Regions from separate parts of the Mus musculus genome. Here region 2 is linked to region 1. Evidence: chromatin contacts called from public promoter capture Hi-C data. All regions are on one chromosome and are shown on one strand. The core of a region is the stretch at or near the end of the contact, and the rest is flanking DNA. Distances in the headings are between cores, read along the strand shown. Region 1 overlaps Gm34296. Region 2 has its middle 17 kb from the start of Zdhhc18.

Region 1 (5,024 bases), core at 842-3,341:
AAATAATAGTAATGATTTATAAATCTAAAATAAAATTGTAGTGAACCATAATTATAAATATATATTTTTATAAATGTATAAGAGAGAGTCTTCCTGACAGTGAGTAATAAATCTGTGGGGGTCCATGACCCTTTTTCACAGGGTCAATTAAGACCATTGGAAAGCAGAGATTTACATTATGATTCATAACAATAGCAAAATTACAGTTATGAGGTAGCAACAAAAATAATTTTATGGGTAGGGGTCACCTTGACACAGGGATCCATATTAAAGGGCCTAAGCCTTAGGAAGGTTCCGTAAAAGGACGAAATCAGTCTGGGATGCTCAAAGCAGTGGATGACAGGGGTTGATTTTGCACATTTGCAAGGCAGTATGTTTTTCCATAGGTTACTAAATAATTACATAAGGAAAATAGTGGGAGAAACTCAGTAGTACCTCCCTGGTCAAGTCATCAAACCTAATGTCCCTCTTGTTGGGACAAACTGACTAAATATGCCACTATAAGAAGTCATGAGGGCTGGCGAGATGGCTCAGTGGTTAAGAGCACTGACTGCTCTTCCAAAGGTCCCAAGTTCAAATCCCAGCAACCACATGGTGGCTCACAACCATCCGTAACAAAATCTGATGCCCTCTTCTGGAGTGTCTGAAGTCAGCCACAGAGTACTTACATATAATAAATAAATAAATCTAAAAAAAAAAAAAAGAAGAAGAAGAAGAAGAAGTCATAAGGGGGCTGGAGAGATTTCTCAGAGTTGAGAGCACTTGCTGATAACTTGGTGTTGTGTTGCATGCCTTTGATCTCAGCACTTAGGCAGGCAGAGACAGTGAGTTGGAGGCCAGCCTGGTCTATGTATAGTGAGTTCCAGGGCAACCAAGGCTACACAGAGAAACCCTGTCTCAAAACAACAACAACAACAACAACAACAACAACAACAACAACAGGCATCCGAAGACTGACATCCTTCAGTACCAGGATCTGCACCGATCTACATTCATGTAATTAAAAATAAAAGAGGCCATGAGGTCATGGCATTGCTGCAGTGGTAATTCTACCAGAAACGCACATGCTTTATCTAGTCACGAGGAAATGTCAAATAAACCCCACTGAGAGCCATTTTATAAACTAACTGACCGGTACTGTTCAAACACGTCATGAAGGTCAGAAAACCGAAAAGAAAAGTCTGGGGAACTGGGCAAGACTTAAGGAGACAAATGGATCGCAAAAACTAAAGGTGATGGTGATCGCGTGGATTTGGTTCTGGAGCAGGAAAAATGGTGGCTTAATGATGTTGTTAGGACGACTGACGGAATCTAAGAGGAGCCACGAGGTTGAATAGCTGTATAGCAAACGCTGTTAGATTGTTGTACAATGCTGTGGTTACGTGAAGGAATAATGTTCTTGGTAGAGAGAGAAGTAAAAGCATATGATGTTCCTCTAGTCAAACAGTTCAGAAAAAAAAAATGTGCAAATATTTGTAACTATGTTTGTAAAGACAGAAAGCAAAACCAAACAGAACAAAATGGAAACAACTTAGGATTTGAATTTTTTTTTTTTTTCCTTTTCAGATAGTCTTACAGCCCAGCCTGGTCTGGAAGTCACTGAGGAACTGTGAGTGCCCCTGAACTCCCTGATACTTCTCCTTCCACTTCCCTTGCAGGTGCAAAACTGGAGATTTTTGAAAACTGTTCACGTGTTCAAGATCACCCAGCAGAGCCGGGCGTGGTGGCGCACACCTTTAATCCCAGCACTCGGGAGGCAGAGGCAGGCGGATCTCTGAGTTCGAGGCCAGCCTGGTCTACAGAGTGAGTTTCAGGACAGCCAGGGCTATACAGAGAAACCCTGTCTCGAAAAACCAGCAGCTATTGGAGGAGTCGGGGCAAACCCCAGCTCTCCAGACATTGGTCACAACAGCAACTGATTCCATCAACGTTTGCATTTGGATGGCAAAAGTTGAGCTGCCCTGAAACTTCTCTTTTCAGTTTTTTTGTTTTTTTGTTTTTTTAGTTCCTTTTAGCTGGTTCCTTCTAGAGAACTCCAGAGTGCTGTAACTAAACGTTTCTTGTTTCTTTCAGTTCCCTCATGAGGACGAGGCAGGGATGGGTTCGATGATTCTGAGCCCTGCAGTTGGCACGCCCCTTTCCTCTCATAGGCTCCCCACTGCACCACTGCCAGCCCTTTCCTGCTTACTCTTGGTGGCTTTTTTGTGTGGTACTGTTTGTCTTCTTTCACAGAGGGATGAATTTAATCAGATACCACCTCCATTTTTTTTTTTTTTTTTCGAGACAGGGTTTCTCTGTATAGCCCTGGCTGTCCTGGAACTCACTGTGTAGGATTTGAACTCATATATAACCACCACCTGCCTCTGCCTCTAGAGCATGGTGGTCAAAGGCATGCACCACCACACCCAACGAGGCTACTCTAGTTCCTTCTCTTTTTCTTAAATTGTTATTTATTTTTCTATTTTTCTTTTCTTTTTGTTTTCAGGTTTTTTTGCTTTTTTTTTCTCTTCTTTCTTTTTTTGTTTGTTTGTTTGTTTTTGTTTTTGAAATAGAGTTTCTCTGTGTAGCCCTGGCTGTCCTGGAACTCACTCTGTAATCCAGGCTGACCTCAAACTCAGAGATCACCCTGCCTCTAATAACTCCTGAGTGCTGTTATTAAAGGTGTGCACCTGTATATATGTGTATGCATGCCATGGTGTGTATGTGGGAGTCAGGGGACAACTAGGAATTGGTTCTCTCTTTCATCCTGTGGGCTGTTGGGACTAAAGTCGTCAGGCTAGGCAGTAAATGCCTTTACCAATGAGCAAAGCCTGGGATCAATCACTAGGCCTTCATCATGCTAAACTCCAGGATTATGCCTCTCCCTCCTCCCTCCTCTAGTGTCCATTTTGGAAAAAAAAAAAAGAAAAAGAAAAAGAAAGGTCCTACACTGGGTGTTGGTGGCACACACCTTTAGTTCCAGCATCTAGGAGACAGAGGCAGATCAATCCCTTGAGTTTGAGGTCAGCCCTGTCTACAGAGTGAGTTCTAGGACAGTCAGGACTTCATGGACAAATCCTGTTTTGAAAAAAGAAAAGAAAGAAAGAAAGAAAGAGAAAAAGAAAAGGAAAAAGAAAAAGAAAGAAAGCCATCTATACACTAAGCAAGCACTCTACCACTGAGTCTCATCACAGGCTATCCCCATATTCCTTATTCCTTTCTTCTTCTTTTTCTTCTTCTTTTTCTTCTTCCTTCTTCTTCTTCTTCTTCTTCTTCTTCTTCTTCTTCTTCTTCTTCTTCTTCTTCTTCTTCTTGTTCTTCTTGTTCTTCTTGTTCTTCTTGTTCTTCTTCTTCTTGTTCTTCTTCTTCTTCTTCTTCTTCCTCCTCCTCCTCCTCCTCCTCCTCCTCCTCCTCCTCCTCCTCCTCCTCCTCCTCCTCCTCCTCCTCCTCCTCCTCCTCCTCCTCCTTCTTCTTCTTCTTCTTCTTCTTCTTCTTCTTCTTCTTCTTCGTTTTTTTGAGACAGGATTTCTCTGTATAGCCCTGGCTGTCCTGGAACTCACTCTGTAGACCAGGCTGGCCTCAAACTCAGAAATCTGCTTGCCTCTGCCTCCCGAGTGCTGGGCTATCTTTGTTTTTTTTTTTGAGACAGCACATCACTTTGTACTCTGTGTAGATCAGGCTGGCCTTCCAGTTATAGAGATTCACCTGTCCCTGTCTCCCTAGCTCTTTGATTAAAGGCATGTGCCACCACACCCAACTTCCACAGTCCTTTTGTTTTGAGTCAGAGTCCACATAATAGTAATTTTACTAGTAAGTTGAATAATTGCAACTGTGTCAAAAAAAATCTATCATTTTCCATGTAAATCAGCTACTTGCTAATTGTCACTGTGGAGCCTTGATGTCTCCAAAAGAGACCGTGTTAAATGTTAAGGTGACAGCCATTTTGTAACACAGTATGGTTCTGGTGACTCTCCATCTCTCACTTTTCTTATTCTGGCTGTCCCTTCCTTCCAGTCATCTCTCTGAGTTTTCACCTGAGACAGGGTCTCACCAGGTAGCCTTTTCCTGGCCTGGAGCTGGCTGTGTCCACCAAAGGTAGCCTCGAATGCATCGTGATCTGCCTGCTGCCTTTGCTTATTTTAACGTCTTAGAGGACTCCTCTAAGGAGTCCTAGGAAACTTATTCCTATCAGAGGTGTTTTGATTGGATGATGATGATTGATTTTGCTTATTTTTATTGGTTTATGTGCATAGGTGTTTTGTCCACTTGTATGTCTGTGTCCCAGTTGCATGCCTGATGCCCAAGGATGTGGTAAATGGCCACGTGGATCCTGGGAATGAATATGAGACTAACAAGAGCTCATAACTACTGAGCCATCTTTCTTTCTTTTTTTTTTTTTTTTTTTAAGTTGATCTTTTTTTTTTTTTTTTTTTTTTTATTATATGTAAGTACACTGTAGCTGTCTTCAGACACTCCAGAAGAGGGAGTCAGATCTCGTTATGGATGGTTGTGAGCCACCATGTGGTTGCTGGGATTTGAACTCAGGACCTTTGGAAGAGCAGTTAGGTGCTCTTACCCACTGAGCCATCTCACCAGCCCCCTGAGCCATCTTTCTTTCCTCCCCCAAGGTGGTTAGTTTTTCGAGACAAAGGTTTCTGTAGATGGGAGCTGGCCTTGAACTCCCGTGTAGCCTGATTGACTTGATTCCCCCGCCTCTCGAAGCCTGGCTGCATAGGCCCTTTGTTCAGTTTCCTAAGTCAGAGGAGGAAACAGAAGCAGAGATGACCTGCTTTGCTGACGAGTCGGTCTCTTGGAGATATGGGATGAATGTGATACGCTGAACTCCCAGAACAGTGCTCTGCTCTTTCCACTTCACCACTGACACACACGCACACGCACACACACACACACATACACACTCGCACACACTCTCTCACACACACACACACACACACACACACACACGTACACACTTGTACATGCACGCATACATGCACACACTTTCCTTCCTTCCTTCCTTCCTTCCTTCCTTCCTTCCTTCCTTC
Region 2 (5,091 bases), core at 1,373-3,872, 150 kb after region 1:
CCATTTGATTTCTTGTGTTTGTGTGCGCATGCACTGCGCACCTTCATGTGGAGGCCGCCAGGGCCAACCTTTTTTTATTTCAGGTGGGAGTCATGAAGCTTGTGAGTCTCTTCTAGGCAGAGATGCTAATCACACAGGAGGAATAGAAAAGGGTTATCCCATCTGAGGATATGAGGATGCCTTCTCTCTCTCTCTCTCTCTCTCTCTCTCTCTCTCTCTCTCTCTCTCTCTCTCTCTCTCTCTCATTCTCTCCTCTTTCTCCCCCCCCCACCCCCTGCCTGACTCCTATATGCACACACACACAGAGAGAGAGAGAGAGAGAGAGAGAGAGAGAGAGAGAGAGAGAGAGAGAGAGAGAAGGGTTTCTAGGAATTGACTCTCTCCTAATACCAGTAGATCCCAGAGATCAAAAGCAGGTCATGAGGTTAGTGGCAAAAAGCATCTTTCACCCCACCGAGCCATCTCCCTGACCCAGAAGTTTCTGTCTCCCTTACATTGTAGTCGAGTGCAGGTTTGGGAACAGGGGCCTGTCCTTGTCAGGACCTAGGGAAGCCATTCCTTGTTTTGTGACTGACTTAGCCCTGCCCTGGCTTCCCAGGCTCCTTGCTTGCTGAGCATTGAAAGGTCAGCCCAGCCCAGAGGACCTTCCACTGAGCAGGACTGTCAGTCAGGAGGCCACCCTTACAGCAAGAGAAGGAAAGGGGGTGATCATAAATAATTTCGTCGTTTAACCATGTTCCAAATATTGCACAGGACATGACTTATGCTGAGAAATTCTTGGTTGTTTATCTGAAATTCAAATCCTGCACTTTTCCTAGCTAAACCTGGCAGTCCCTACGAGGAAGTGAAGCTTGGCCCAGCGCTCAGGAAGATGGAGTCTCGGATCTTTGTATGTCAGTGTCTCTCTGAGCCAAATACCTGTTTTTCCCTACAGAATACATTTACCTCAAGTCCCATGTAAACCTGGTACTAAGCACAGAGTCCCGCAATCAGCTTCAGGGGCAGTTACTGCTGGCATTGACGCATTAAACAAATCCTCTCCTCTTCACGGACGGGCGTACTCAGTGTCCATGGTGGGGAGGAAGAAAGGGTAAAGTGGGGTCAGACTGCCAATCAGAAAAGGGAAGCAGGGAAAGCTGGGGCTTCTGGTCAAAAGCTTGTTAATCTTCACTGCTCAGGCAAAGCAAGACTGCCCCAGGGACTGGGGACAGGACTGGACTCGGGGACAGCTCCTGATTGGACCCTGATTTCCCTATTGGAAGGAGTCCTTGGCCCGTTGTCTGTTTTGGCTCCCTCCCCCCCACCTTCCTGAACACGGACTTCTGTAAGTTGTGCCTTGACGACTCTCCTCCTTGGCAAATGTCCAGTTTTCGCCAATAGCTCCCTATATGAGGGTCTACTGTTAATTTTAGGGTTCAGCCAGCTGGAGGCTGGGTGGGGTTGGGGGCTAAAATTTGCTTTTGAGGACTGACAGTGGCCATGTACAGCCAAGCCTAAGGCCTTGAGTTCAGTCCCAGGAATCCATGGGGCGAAAGAAGAAGAAAGCCAAGCCCTGGGGGCTGGAGAGATGGCTCAGCAGGTAAGAGCACCAACTGCTTTTCCGAAGGTCCTGAGTTCAAATCCCAGCAACCATATGGTGGCTCACAGCCATCCATAAGGAGATCTGATGCCCTCTTCTGGAGTGTCTGCAGACAGCTACAGTGTACTTACATATAATAAATAAAAACAACAACAACAAAACAAAAAACAAGCCCTGTAAATTGTCCTTCAACTGCCACATGGGCACAGATGGGAAGGGACACATATGGAGACACACAATAAATAATTAAATGTAATTTTATTTTTTCTTTATTTATTTTTCTTTCTTTTTTATTTTTTGGTTTTACCGAGACAGGGTTTCTCTGTATAGCCCTGGCTGTCCTAGAACTCACTTTGTAGACCAGGCTGGCTTCGAACTCAGAAATCTGCCTGCCTCTGCCTCCCGGGTGCTGGGATTAAATGCATGTGCCACCACACCCAGCTCCTAAATGTAATTTAAAAACAGGATTTATGTATTTATTTTATGTATGTGAGTACACACCAGAAGAGGACATCAGATTCCATTACAGGTAGTTGTGAGCCACCATGTGGTTGCTGGGAATTGAACTCAGGACCTCTGGAAGAGCAGTCGGTGCTCTTAACTGCTGAGCCATCTCTCTAGCCCCATTAAATGTACTTTTGAATTGCAAATATAATCTTTTACATTTTAATTATATGAGAATTTTGCCTGCATGTGCACCATATACATGCAAGTGCCCAGAATGGCCAGAAGAGGGCGTCAATCCCCTGGAACTGGAGTTATAGACAGCTGTAGTAAGCCACCTTGTAGGTGTTAGGAATTAAACCTCTGCCCTCTGGAAAAAAAAAACAACTGTCCAGCTCCATATACATATTACAAATACCTCTCTTCTGCTAATTACTATGTTTTTTGTTTGTTTAGCTCTGTGCTCCAAAATATTTTTGGAGATAGATACTGGAGCACTGCACAGAAAAATTGTGTAACTGGTGCCAGCAGCCTCTGTGTTAGGCTGTGCCAGTAAAGGCCACGAGAGGGCAATAGTGAGGCCAGAGGAAGAAGGGAGGCGTTGGCTCCTTCAACTGGCTTCCTGTTCCTGTGAGGGTCCTAATACTCCTCTCCTGTAGCTGCAGGTCCTTCCTGCCCTTGCTGTGGAATGAACTTTGGACATGTGTTTCCCCAGCAACAGTCACAGAAACAGCTCCATAGCATCCCACACGGAGACAGCAGCATCTAGCTAGTCTGCGTCCCTGTCCCCGGCAAGTACAGAGACAGCCGGCAAGAACACTAGATGTTTCCAGTGTCCGAAGGGCTCTGTCCAGCCCCTCCAGATGTCACAGGTTCAGTAACTCCAAACTCTTGGGTTTACTCTCTGATCTAGACAGTATAGATGCGTCTTGCTTGTTCATGTCCTTTTAATTGGGTGGGGGGAGCGTATTCATTTTCTTTTATCTACATATGAATCTTTTGCCTGCATATAAACCAGGCTAGCCTCAAACTCAGAGATCCACCTTATTTATGACTCCCGAGTGCTGGGATTAAAAGTGTGCGTCAGCCGGGCAGTGGTGGTGCATGCCTTTCATCCCAGCGCTTGGGAGGAAGAGGCAGGTGGATTTCTGAGTTCTCTCTGCTGGAGAGATGGCTCAGTGGTTAAGAGCACTGACTGCTCTTCCAGAGGTCCTGAGTTCAATTCCTAGCAACCACATGGTGGCTCACAACCATCTGTAATGGGATCTGATGCCCTCTTCTGGTGTGTCTGAGGACAACTAGAGTGTACTCATGTACATAGAATAAATATATAATTCTTTTTAAAAAAACTGTTTACACAAGCAGGAAAGAAATTGTAATTAAATTTATTTATTTGTGTGTGTGTGTGCCACTGAAGGGCACATGGTGGGTGACTTGGGTCTGTCCTGCTATCATATGGGCCTTGGGCATCAATTTTGGGCTCAAGTGCTTTCATGTGCCAAGCTATCTCACTGGCTCTGATGAAAACATTTTTAATAAGTTCATAGCCTAAGTATAGAGCATCAGTTCTCAACCTATGATCGGGTCATGACCCTTTTACAAGGGCTACATATCAGATATCCAGCATGTCAGATATTTACATTATGATTCATAACAGTAGCAAAATTATAGTTGTGAAGTAGCAAAAAATAATGTAATGGTTGGGGTCACCACAACATGAGGAACTGTATTAAAGACATTAGGAAGGTTGAGAACCATTCATCTAGAATGTTCATAAAACCTCTAGGGCTATCTAGAAGGGTCCTGGCCCTTGACACCTCTCAAGGTTCATTCTCTAATTCACCTAGAGTGACTCTCGGTCCTCATGGTAATTTGATAGATATGGCCCCATAGACTCATGTGTTTGAATGCTTGGCCCATAGGGAGTGGCACTATTAGGAGGTGTGGCCTTGTTGGGGCTGTGGGGGCTTCCTTTGAGATCTCCTATGCTCAAGGTATGCCAGTGTGAGATACAATGTCCCCCTGCTGCCTGCTGACAGATGGAGAAGTCTCAGCTATTTCTCCAGCACCACGTCTGCCTGGATGCTGCCATGCTTCTCACCATGATGATAATGGACTAAACTTCTGAGATTGTAAGCTACCCCCGTTAAATGTTGCCCTTTATAAGTGTTGCCTTGTCCATGGTGTCTCTTCATAGCAATAAGACCCTAACTAAGACAACCCTATAGGCTGTCACGCATGCACTATTCATGGTAGGCACCAGCAGCCCATCTGGCCTTGAGCACACCATCCTGCTTTAGCCTAAGTCCTGGGGATATAGGCACACACTACTATGTCTAGCTTGCTCTTGCCACGCCCCCCCCCTCACCACCACCACAAGATATAGTCTCTGTGGGTGGTGGCACAAACCTTTGATCCCAGCACACTAGAGGTAAAGACAAGTGGATCTCTGTGAGTTTGAATGAGCCTGGTCTACAGAGTGAGTTCCAGGATGAACAAAGCTATTGAGAGAAACTCTGTCTCAAAACAACCAACCAGGACTGGAGACATGACTCAGCGGTTAAGAGCACTGACTGCTCTTCCAAAGGTCCTAAGTTCAAATCCCAGTAACCACATGGTGGCTCACAACTATCCATTACCAGATCTGACACCCTCTTCTGGTATGTCTGAAGACAGCTACAGTGTACTTAGATATACTAATAAATAAATCTTTGGGCTGGAGAGATGGCTCAGTGGTTAAGAGTGCTGACTGCTCTTCCAAAGGTCCTGAGTTCAAATCCCAGCAACCACATGGTGGCTCACATCCATCTGTAACGAAATCTGATGCTCTCTTCTGGAATGTCTAAAGACACACTACAGTATACTTACATATAATAAATAAATAATTAAAAAAAATCTTTAAGCGGGAGTGAGCAGAGGTCCTGAATTCAAATTCCCAGCAACCACATGAAGGCTCACAACCATCATTAGAGCTACAGTGTACTCATATACAATAAATAAATAAATAAATAAATAAATAAATAAATAAATAAATAAAAAGTCTTAAAAAAAAAAAGCTGGGGGCGGTG

What was found. Capture Hi-C pulls out chosen DNA fragments and counts their contacts.
Region 2: a contact with region 1 is called in a promoter capture Hi-C map of adipose tissue. The contact joins two enhancer-like sites. A contact is called at or near these places in 9 of 39 promoter capture datasets (the C10 cell line, cranial neural crest, embryonic stem cells and 5 more), 2 of 15 datasets of contacts at CTCF or cohesin (large pre-B cells and pro-B cells), 72 of 484 Hi-C or Micro-C datasets (the 4T1 cell line, B cells, CD8 T cells and 40 more), 40 of 115 datasets of contacts at active chromatin or transcription factors (the 230-238 cell line, the HPC-7 cell line, T-cell acute lymphoblastic leukemia and 21 more) and 3 of 9 other capture datasets (adipose tissue, liver and pancreatic islet).

Annotation. Positions count from the first base shown.
Region 1 is chr4:133,801,673-133,806,696 of GRCm38.p6, reverse strand. Gm34296 reads left to right here. Exons shown (of 4, transcript XM_030253992.1): 3 at 1,567-1,609. Among named protein-coding and RNA genes, the nearest start is that of Gm25270, 6.5 kb to the right of the region's middle. Within about 2 kb of position 2,091, at least 72 of the 459 cell types and tissues checked have an H3K27ac peak or open chromatin away from gene starts, as enhancers often do. A contact at or near this core is called in B cells, CD8 T cells, the HPC-7 cell line and 8 more, where this site is marked.
Region 2 is chr4:133,647,727-133,652,817 of GRCm38.p6, reverse strand. It overlaps the pseudogene Gm13213. Among named protein-coding and RNA genes, the nearest start is that of Zdhhc18, 17 kb to the right of the region's middle. Within about 2 kb of position 2,622, at least 75 of the 459 cell types and tissues checked have an H3K27ac peak or open chromatin away from gene starts, as enhancers often do. A contact at or near this core is called in B cells, CD8 T cells, the HPC-7 cell line and 8 more, where this site is marked.